2 separate regions of the Drosophila melanogaster genome follow, and region 1 is linked to region 2. The links are chromatin contacts, called in public Hi-C maps. All regions are on one chromosome and are shown on one strand. The core of a region is the stretch at or near the end of the contact, and the rest is flanking DNA. Distances in the headings are between cores, read along the strand shown. Region 1 holds the start of tbc (trabuco). Region 2 holds the start of CG1504.

Region 1 (5,507 bases), core at 1,757-4,256, 120 kb after region 2:
GTCATAATATTTCGTTTTGCCGGAATATTTAGTTCACTTTCGTTTCTCTACTTGACTAAAGCACAATCTAATTCAGAAATGGAAGAAAAATCGAACGCGAAAGCAAAGCCAACTGGAAACAACGAGTTCTTGATGACAGAGGATCCTGAGCAGCCGAGTGGATCGAAGGAGGGTTCGCAGTCCTCAGAGGCCGAGGAAGAACACATCAGCGAAGCGTTCCATCGCCTCGAGGAAAAATTAAATGACATGGAAAGGCGGATTGCCCACGCGAGGAAAGTTAAAAGGCGTTTATTCGTTCGCCTCTTATGTTTAATCCTCGATCTACTACAAGCAAAGCTATATTTGCAGAACACGTAGTATATGCGATTTCTGTTAATCTATTCGCAAAATATCAATGTATTATCAAATGGTCTAAGTGTTGACGCAAAAATATATTATGAGCATTCCTGAAATGGAGCTTTAATTAGCAAATTTTCCCTTTTGTATTTTCTTTTTTTAACAATTACTCGTGGAGTAAAAGGGTATGCTACATAGATTCGTTGAAAAGTGTAAAGTATAAAGTATATATATTCTTGTATAGGATTAATAGCCGAGTCGATCTGGCCGTGTCCGTACGAATGTCCAGAACTTCAATGTTGCCACGTCCATTTGTACGCCCACAAACCGTACAAAACACGCATTTGCAAAATGTTATCCCATTTTTTGATAATTTTTTTGTCTTGTACAATTTTATCGAAAAAAAAACTATTTGCCACGCCCACTCTAACGACCACAAACCGACCAAAACCGACAGTTTTTAAATTTATCAGCCTCGACTATCAGATATGTACAACGGCACTCGACTACAGCATTCTCTCGTTTTCATTTATAATAAAGCGTATTCTTGAGGAGAACACGCAAAATAATTCCATTAAATTTTTTAAAGTATTATTTGCTAAAAGGCTCAACATCTCAACAACATCTTCTGCGGATGGGTGGAACATACGATAACTAAAACAATATGGAACACTAAAGAAGTCGAGTGCCGCGTCTATTGGATACCCATTACTCAGCCAAAGGAAATGTGAATGTTTTAAAACGGAGGGACGGATCAACTGATCATTCAGATCGGGATAGTGATCCCGATTAAGAATGAATATACTTCATAGGGTTACTCTTCATGTAACGGATATGTAAAATGAATATATTGGTAGCATATATTAGTACATATATTAGAGTATTAAATTTCTTGGTTGCCTTAAAATAGGTAACTTTACCAATTGATAGCTCTTCTAAATTTTTGTTAGGACTTTCGTCGTGGGTAATTTAAAAGTTGATAAGAGCAAAGTCCTCAAGATATTTGCTAAGCCCCCCTTGAAGACTAATGGCCACTTTCGTCCTGTTGCCTTAAGTAATGGAGGCATAACTATTTCTGCTGCACAGCTGGATGCCGAGAAAATGCTGGGCAGGATTCCCGCTTGGACGGCACAGAAATTCGCTTTCGCCTGCACCTGAGAAAGAATATTTCGGTACACACGAATCCGCAGTGAGTAGGTTATGTTAGGCACTGTAGTGGTTCTGGTGCAGGCTCCTTTAGGATGGCTTAGGGTCGTTTAGGGTGTTTTTGGGTGGCACAGGGTGGCACAGGGTGGTGCAGGGCGGGTGAGGGCGTAAGGTTGCGGGTTACATGGCCAGGGCGCAAACTCAATGCGAAGCAACAGCGGGCCACGAGTTACACCGAAATGTTTTCATCCAAATTTGGGGCAGACTTGTGTGCATGGATGGGGCTTTCTTTTTAAGAACGCGTAGCTGGTGCGGTAGGGGGTTGTTCCAGAATATTTGGGCCAGGCGGCGGGCAGGTTGGTGGTGCGGCGCTCAGCAGGGCATTCTGGCATGCTGTCCTGTTGCTTGTGGCTGGATTTTGCGCCACACAGGCAGAGACTTCGACGTCAGCAAACTGAACAGCAGAGGTCGTGAAAATAGAGGCATCTCTAAACGATTCTCATCTAATTGTTTAGCTGGCTAAGTCCGGCGACTTGGTGTCTAAAATCATCACTAAAATGCATCACGATGCATATGCATCTGCATATGGTGAGGTAAGTTTCCTTTTCTAAGAGTTTATTTTTTTGCAGTTTTATTTAGTTAATAGTTCCCCTGTCATATATATATGAAAGCCTTTGAATTAAGATGACTTTCTCAAGGGGCACATCAGCGGTTATACAAATAGTGTTAGAAAATACTGATAATATTTTCAACTTGCAGTACCAGGGAAAAATCCATCAAGGAAAGTTCGAAACACATTTAATTTAATTTAAATTTGAAATAAATATTAAAATTTTCGCCTGCATCGTGCGCGTGTGTGTGTATGTGTGTAGCGAAAAGCTTCCCAAACGAAAGTAACGGGAATGTTTTAATGGTAAGGGGTCGAGTTGTGAGCGGGGTGCGGAGACATAAGCTTCGTTGTGTTACTGTTTATGTTGCTGTGGAACATGTTTCAACTGTAAGTGTTGCTGGCACTTTTGTTGGTTTTTGTGTTGCTGTTGGGAGCCTTTTATATCAGAGATGCGATGATTTAAGCGGAAAATGGCTAGAATTTCTGGTGAAAATTGTAATATTTTATTTTAATATCGAAACATTAATTTGCGTTATGCGTTAATGTGTTTAAACCGTTTAACAGTTTCTCTAGGAATTGGAAAGGTTTCTTAGCTTACTTAGTTTAGTATAATAGTTTAATTTCTGACATTCCGTTGCCAAGAAGCGCATTTTCCGATTTTACATCCTGGAAAGAGGTTATTAATATAATTCAGTTCCCAAAAGCATAAAAGCGCATTCAAAATAAAAACTTTCAAAGGTAGAAAAAAATGCAAAAAAATGTTATATTTAAATAGTGGTTAATAGTTGTGTGTTCAAAGAGTCCTGCTGCAATTGTTGCCGAAGTGGCTTGCACTGATGTTGCGCGCGCTCAGCCTCATGTTGCGGCCGCCGATGTTGCCGCATTCCCTTTAGGCTTTTATTTCGATTTCAGTTTCAGTTTCCGCTTCAGTTTCGCTGCGGAGTTGGTCGCGTGCAGACGGTGCGCTTTTGCTGAGAAAAAACACACGACTTGCTGCCGAGAGTCTGGCCCTATTTTCACTTTTTTTTTTTTGGTTTTCTGGCTACCCATTTGGGTTCAGTTGGTCAGTGAGTCAGTGCGTCAGAGCGACCAGGAGTCGTCCGATGGGCGAGCGGGAGCCGAAACCCCTTGCCCCACCCCCTGCGGCGGCAACCAAATTATTTATAAAGGACAACAGCAACTAGTTGGGCAAGCGAAAAGGGACGCAAGCGTGGAAAATCCAGGAGGAAAAACCAGGAAAGCGGAGAAAGCGCTGAAAGCGAGGCAAAACGCACGCTGCCATAGGCGACACTTTGCGCTCTGCTGGCGTCGGTCGGCATACGCAAAATACGCAAAACAAATACAAATACGAATACAAATACGAATACGAATACGAGCACAAATACAATTTTTCGAAATACATTTTACGCGCGCGAGAAGAGGCACGAAATTACGGCGAAAAGCTTTGGGCAATCTCCGCAAGCCCCAAACACACGCCCACGCGCAGCCAGAACACCACGATACGATACTATATAAGATACGCTGCAAAATGGTGCAAGGCAATGCAGGTAATAACAGTGATCGGGTCACCAAAAAATCAAAAAAAAAAAAAAAAAAAATCCCCAAAACCCACAAGTACCTGGGTGGCCCATAGAACACGAATTCTCATATTTTTTAGAGCCTTTTAAATGAATTTTTGACGTCAGGGAGAAAGTAAAGGTAAAAGTGTTTAAAGTGTTCCATAAATATCTTGTACGAAAGATATTATATAAAATGTTGCGAATTAATAATATGAAGTGGAAGGCTTAAATTTAAAAAAAAAACAGGTAGCTTGTAGTTGTAAAAATTGTAAACCGGACCAACGTGGCGTATGACAGATATTCGGCGAACCTTGTAATTGCTCACGCACACAGAGGCAATTGAAATCAATCGCGATTGGTAGAGAATGAATGCATGCTGCAATTAATAATTATTCGCATGATTTGCTTACAGTTCGAAACAAACAGCAATGGCAATCAATCGTAGATTGTGTAAGCCAAACTTTGAACTGAAGTAGTCATGGCAAATGAAACAGAGTTTCCTTTGTAGCAGTTGCTCTTGAATATCACACATTAATTCCTAGAATTTTCGCGTAACTCTAGAACCATACTCCCCCGTCATTGCCTTTGCCGTCATACATACAATGATAGTCACGCTCAAATGCTGATGATGATGCCTGTGCACACGTGCCGCATTCAGGGATATTCTGCATTCGGGCATCGCCATTCATTTGTCATATTTCATAGATTCGAGAAATGCGAGAATTTCGTGACTTCGCCTGCTCGCAGCGGCTAAGGCGATGCAAATTGAAATATGTACATACATCTAGGTTTTCCAGGTATTATTCATTCAGGTGTGCAAGACTTGTGGGCGTTGCTGGGCGTGCTGGTTGTACGAATGGTGCATTTCCCGGTAATCCTAATCCCTGGCAATCAATGCAACTGCCTTTGCTAGCTAGGCGCACAGTCAGGGCCACAAAAGTGTGGCCCGACGAGGCAATTTCTTTTGCTTGCGCCACACAGATCGTGTGCTGTGTGCCATTGGGATAAGACCCCTTTTAGTGAATGGAATGGAATGGAATGCTGGTGGAGAGCTCTTGATTTGATTAGGGCAACAGGTACACTTGACTAATTGCTTCTGCAATTTTATTTTATAATCTAATGAGTTTCATTCAACTGCCTGCCTAGGCAGGCAGCCTACCGTTTGGTCCTGACTTTTGGCCTTTGCTCAAGCGGGCTGACTGTAATGAATCCAGAATTTTTATTGCCAGTTATTCAGTAGTTCCGAAGTAATTGAATTACGGCTTGCTGATAGCTGGTAGTTCATTTAACAACTTAAACTTCACTTCTTGTGCACGCTCAAAATTGCTTTCATAAGAACTTAATTAAGGGAGATGAAACAGCAAAGCTACATTTTAAGCAATAAATAAATTAAACTAACTAATTCCCCGATGGTTTGTACAATTTGAATGCGCACTGTGTTGCGTCATGTGTGTTTGCTGCTCTGCTCGATTCCGAGTCGGCATCTCCTGCGCCAGACAGACATCCCGTGGCTCCTTCTGCACTCCGGTCAATGTCCATGTCCAATGTCCGTAGTCCAATGTGCGGAGTGCGTAGTGCGGTGTTTTGGTAATGGGGTGCACTTGGGGGCTGATGAGCACGGGCGTAAAAGTTTTATGAATGAACATCGATTGGCCGCATCGATGTGGCATGGCAGCAAAATGCGGCAATTCGATGTGCCCCGTAGTCAAGGCGGGGGCGTTTGTTTATGTTTTAGCAGTTCGGCCTTGCCCCTCAAACGCCCACACCGCGCACTCCACCCACTCCACCCACACACTTCCTTGCCATATCCCCGATGACGTGTCCATCGCCTGGCAATGCTGATGATGATGTGGCCG
Region 2 (6,135 bases), core at 6-2,505:
ATCAGGCTAGCATCCCTTTAGGATCCCTTTTCACATTGTCACTCACCTGTTCACGCTCAAAGTGGCTGGATGGTCGCTCAGGACACCTGAGGGAGACTGGGCTGGTGTTGGCGCTGATGCTGATGGCGATGGTGATGGCGATGGTGATGGCAACTGTGACTGCGAGTGGGACAGTGACTTTAGCAAAATGCTGACAGGCGACGGCAACAGGCGGGCTGAACTGCAACTGCCTTTCCCTTGGCAGCTGGCATTTAGTATTTAATATTTTGCCTCTGGTTATGCCTCGGTTATCCCTCGGTTATCCCTCGGTTATCCCTCGGTTAGTCCTTCAGCTAGTCCCTCAGCGCCTCAGCCCCTCACTTTTGCCATTTGAATGGAGCTGGTCTTTAATTGCAAACTGGCAGCGGCAATTGCTGGCAACTAAAACTAAAAAGGACGACAAAGGATGAGAAAGCGAAATGCGAATGCGAATGGCAAAATGAAATACAACATCAGGCGGAAAGCGAATATGCACTTTGCAGTTTGCAGTCTGCTCCTGCTTGCTCCTGCTACTGCTGCTGCTCTTGATGATTATGATGATTCCTATTTCCATTCGCATTCGCATTCGCATTCCCATCCCATTTCCACTCCGCCTCCTTTCAATTCGACTGCACTTATCGTAATCGGCGTTTCGGTGTTGGCTTTCAAATTGCCCGCGACCACGTCAAAGCGACCACAAAACTAGCTGAACGGACAACCGTTGACCATCCAACTTCCAACATCGACCATCCGCCACCGTCCACCTTCCACCAACAGCAGGCAATCGAGGACCGCAGGTCAGGTTTTAGCCAGTTATCAGCCGGGCTTAGTTTGGTTTTGGTTTGGGCTCGGTTGGGTTTGCTTTGGTTTGGATTGGAGGTTTGGATGGTTCGGCTTGCGGCTCAGTTTGAGGAGTAGTTTAAAGCGCAACTGGCAACTGTTGCGGGGGCCCCAGCCAAACAAAAACCAACGAAATCACTCACCTCGCACTCAAAACAACACACACGTGATTTCCCGGACCAATAAAACAAAAAAAAAAAAACCGAAACACAGCTGGACAGAACAGAGTGATGACAAAAAAGATGTCAGTTGGGGATGTCACACACCAGCCGCTGAACAGCTGAACTCTAAACTATGAACTGCGGGTCGCGTCAAGTTAGGACTTGTCGAGATTTGGCGAGAGATTTGCGGGCCACGCACGTATCCGCATCCGCATCCGGTACCCGGTACTGATGTCAACAAGCTACCACACGCAACTAATTCAAAAAATCCAGCGAACGGATTACGGCGCCACTGTCCGCATTGCCAGCCGAAGCCGAAGGCGTCACCAATCGGGTAGCTCGGCGCTAGCCGAGTCCGTATCCGAAGTAGCCTCGTTGTCCTCTCGTGACCGCTCGGCTCAGGCAATCGTTTGACGTCGGTGGCGTTCGGCTGGAACCGGCTGGAGCAGTGGTCCGCAGTCGTTGGTCGCCAGCGGAGTGGTTCGCATGTGGCCCGGCTGTAAGTGGCACAGGATTATGGATGAGACCCCGCGTCCTGGCGGGATTCTCTTTTCGTCCTGCCAGCGGGCATTAACGTGCTGTGCGCTTTATTTAAAAAAGCAGCTTAACCTGCTTTTGTGACCTTTTCCCTTTTGGCCAACACGTGGCCAACGGCTTCACCAGCAATCGCCTCACATTTGTCCACCTCCAACGCCGGCGATGGATAGACTGCGTCCTCATCCTGGACCACGCCATGCGTGTTGATAAATGGGTTTTTATTTTGATTTTATTCACTGTTTGCCTTGTTTTTGCATATTCATTGACGGGGCTTCGACTCCGATTCCGATTGCGATTCGATTCGAATTCCCGTCCGTCCACCTGCTCCTGCTTCTGCCTCTGCTCTGCTTCTGATCCCCATGCGAGGATGGCTGGTGTGTCCGGCGTCGAGTGCAAATCCTCTGCCACCTATTGCCTTCGGGTCGTGTCTGTGCTGAAATGGTTTTCAATTTATTAGCAATCAGTGGCATTAACAGCCGAATGCGATGCTGTTGCTCCCCAGCGGATATGGCCACTAGGATTATGGCGGGGTCAGTCAGATAGGAAGCCAGTTGTCACTGATCATCAGCAGGGTATTGGTACTGCGAAGGCGTGCGCGATGAGTTTGTGAAATCAGTATATGTTCAGTAGTGTTATCGAGATCACCTAAGGCATTATTGGCTATTTCAATTCAAGGTTCATTGAGTAGCTATACAAATTCTTACTTGTCTTGAACTAAAGTTCGGCAGTTGTATCATACTTTAAAAGTTAGATTGATATCATTTTGTTATACATAAAGCTTTCCGAAATGTAAGCTGAAGGAAATGTTAAATTTAGAGCTTGATAGTTGAACATACTATCTATATATATATATAGATAGAACTATACTATACTATATTTGAAATGCGCACTCGTTTGTACTACCATTTGTACCAGCATTATATAGGAATAATTCTATGTTTGAGATGGAATTTGTCAGCTTGAAAATCAAATGTGATTGATAGCTTTGAAATTTTCAAGCTATGATATGTAGAAGGAGATGGGTAGATACGCAGTCTTGTGCCGAAGAATTGATTCTATTTTGATAGATAATTAATTAATTTCAAGTTTGTTTTTGTCTAAATGGAATGTTAGGCAAATATATTTCTTCCTCAGAAGGTTATTAACCCTTACCCCAACTCTAATCATATTTTAATCTGTGAAAGTGGTATCGCACACATATGGAAATGAGTCCACATGTGTGGTAAGTATCCTGCGTCGTGCCACTGATTGAACTGCTGACCCCCTAACCTTCAGCCCGTGTCATACGTGGCATATATGCCCCATATGCTGCCCCAACTGACATGCCATTGTACTTCGATTCGGTTTGGGGTGCCCTCAAGATCGGTTTTGCATTTATGCGGAGTGGAAATTCCCAGCGAGGAGCCAGGACCAGCGGCCCAGTGTGCGGCCTAATGCGCTCAACCCGGAACCGCAGGGGCGGCAAATTGGTCAAGTCGGTTGCTGGCCACGTAGCCAGTGTCTTGCGGCTGCAATTCCCGTTACCAATCCAATGCCAATGGCAATGGATATGTAGATGCAGATGTAGATGTAGATGTGGATGTGGAGGTTGCAAATGGCAGGAAATGCGTGATAACGACCGGCAGCACACATGGAAAATATTGAAAATTTGAATGAGGGACACGGACACGAGTCCGCTCAGTCGATTCTCGAGATGGAAGTGAATGCAGGACGCGGGGCAAAGCCATATGCCATATCCTGGCCCTGACTGCGATGTCTTTGTTGCTGTCGATGAGGATGTGGAAGTGTGGATGTTGTGAAAGTGTCGACACCAGTCCCGGCCAGGCCAAACACATGGCAAATGGCACATGGCAGACGCTTCTCGTCCAGTGTCCTGCCCCAGCCACGCCCACAGCCCCATCGGCTTTCCCGCAGAAGCTTCCCTGTTTGTGTCGCCGCCTAGTGTAAAGGAACGAGCATAAAGAACCGCAAAATCATGAAATGCAATAATGAAGGCTTCATGGTCGATCGCTCAAACACTACTCGCTCACACCCGTTGCGATATAGTCACACACAAAGAGGAGGGCAGGACGAAAATCGAAGGCTGCAGGTCCTCGTTGCCGAGGATGGGGCTGATGCTGATGCATAGGCAGCAAACCCAGCAAGCCTGTGGATAAGGGGCCACCAGGCAAGACTTGCAATCGACACGACTGTCAATGCACTCGAAAAAAACGCATATGCTTAGAGTGAGCCCAGGTGTTTGAGAGTTTGTCATAGGTAATCTTTAGCCACCATATAAAAATAAACAATGTAATCAATAAGAAATACAATGAAGAATTTAGAGACTAATTATCATATGCCCCAATGACGAGTGCCTTTATTCCAGTGCTTCCTAGTGTGCGTCAGAGTATCTATAAGCCACTGTGCGAGTGTGAGAGTGTGTCTGTCGACACCACAAAGTTGCCATATTTAAAGCATAAAAGCAACATTTCCGTTTGTCGCATGCCGATGAAGCGACAGGAAAACAGAGCAGCAGGCGAAGCTGTAGGCAGGGGCGACTGGGAGTCCTGGCATCGAGAATGGATGGGAGATGACGATGGGCAATGGAAGATGGGAGCGGGGAGCGTGGAGCGGGGAGCGGGGTGCTCCAAAACTAAGCAGAGGTCGAGGCCTACCTCCTTTCGGGGCATGTGGATGTGAATGTGGCACGTGTGTCTGTGAGTGTGTGTCAATTTGTGTGCGTGCGCGTTGCAGTCATGTACAACATGCAACAAACGTGAGAAACTAAAATGAGTGCAATTTGTATTCCACATTTACGTAGAAAAGGAGTCGAAAGGGGGTCGGGATTGGTTATAGGATATCTGGATGTGGATGTGGATGTGTGGAAAGGCGCCTCATCAAATCATCAAGCCCGAGTTCCGACCACAGAGCGCAGCTTTCCCCATCATTTTCGGAAAGCACAAATTTCATTTTTTCCTCATTTGTCGCATAAAATTTACCGATTTACACACACACACAAACAGCTCTGGTCCTCTTCATCATTAAATTGTGTTGGGGCAGTTTCAAAAGAACAAAAAAAAAACAAAAAAATAACTCGACCTGTTTGGGTCACCACTCGGGTCACCCATTCTCAGCCATTGCTTTATTCTTTCCCCAGCTTCGTTGCAGCTGTTCGTGTGCCTTGGTAATTGTTTAAAGTAACTGCAACAAATTGAAATGGAATGCCAGCCAGCCAGCCAGCAAAGAAGACAAGCAGCCAAAAAGAAAGAAGGCCAGCATAGAGCACCAAGCATGGGGAATGGAGCACCGAAAACCGAAACCGAAACTCCACGACCAAGTCAAAGACTGCATACCCTCACCGAGTTGCGGTGACTCAGTGGGTTCAATTAGCCCAGGGAACTTGGTCTGGTGCGTTGCGAGACAGCCAACCGTCTCTTCTTTCTTGCCCGTGACCATCATTTGGAATTAGGAATCATTGTCTGACTGGGGCCGAAAGTTCGACGACTCATCCCCACTGCAGTTAAAGAGGAGTCGCATCTCGTGCGGCAGGAGGCCGAGGTGTCGCGCTGGGGCATAATAATTTCGAGCATTGTTTCCATTCCGTTCCGTTCGTGGGGTGGACTTTCATGTTATTTCGCTATTTGGGTCTTAAAATTAAAGGCCGACCCAGAGGCCACACAAGAGCCGAAAGAAGAAGCCTTAAACCACTTTGGGAAGCCCGCTTGTGGAGATTGGGACTGCCGGGAAGAGGAGCCACCGAGGCCCCAGAGACCGGGGCTACAAGTCCACAATGCACTTCGCTTCGTTCTCCTTTCTCCGTTCTCCATTCTCTGCAGCGCATTCAGTTCGCTGACATCCATGTGGGGATGGAGACAGGGATGAGGAAGTGGATGGTCATAGGGATGAGGATGGGGAGTCGGGTGCCACAGGCTCTGTGCGTGCGATGAACATGTGCGGATCGTGCTCGGAGTTGAGGGAGCCGGCGGCATTAATGGCAGCGCCAGGGTATCCCTCTACACTTCAAACTCCGTTGACCAAGACTTTTTCCAACTGCCACGATATACATATATGTATGTATGTCCACAAATCTTATATCGACAATCAATTATTATTATTTATATTGGTTCTTTGTAAGTGATAATCTTGACACATGAATACGAACATACTGGAAGCATGAGTGATTAGTGTCTTTAATTTAAGCTGAATCAATCAATTAATTAAGATTGCCATGGGCTTGTAGAGGTCAAATAAAAGGAATAACATGTTCATATATTCGCTTTGGAAATGTTGGGCAATATTTCTCTGCGTGTATATAGCGACGCGTGGTTTTGTGCTGGTCCAATTCTTGGCCCTGGCATTCGCCAAACCGAAATCTAATTTAGTTCGTCAGGAGACAATGCCTTTTCTCTTGTCTGTCACGCATCCTTTCTGGGTCTCCTTACCGAATTGCTACATGGCTGCAAGGATTCAGCGATGCAAGGATGCAATTGGGCCAAAAGGCAAGAGGCTGGCGGAACTCCCCCCCTTCGTGTTGTCTGGCCAAATGCCATAATTAAGGTGTCGCCTCAGTTAGACAGGCAGTAACGATATACTTTTCAAA

The links. Hi-C and Micro-C count contacts between places; a contact is called where the count stands out from the background.
Region 1: a Hi-C map of the Kc167 cell line shows a contact between it and region 2, with 2.7 times the contacts expected there. The contact joins the promoter of tbc here to the promoter of CG1504 in region 2. A contact is called at or near these places in 13 of 107 Hi-C or Micro-C datasets (the Kc167 cell line, the S2 cell line, cellular blastoderm embryo and 5 more).

The regions. Positions count from the first base shown.
Region 1 is chrX:20,446,325-20,451,831 of dm6, forward strand. tbc (trabuco) reads left to right here and starts at 3,007. Exons shown (of 9, transcript NM_001298565.1): 1 at 3,007-3,639. The coding sequence starts at 3,621. CG42578 reads left to right here and starts at 47. Exons shown (of 1, transcript NM_001169336.2): 1 at 47-379. The coding sequence starts at 79. The coding sequence ends at 357.
Region 2 is chrX:20,329,117-20,335,251 of dm6, forward strand. CG1504 reads right to left here and starts at 1,256. Exons shown (of 4, transcript NM_001272815.1): 1 at 1,002-1,256.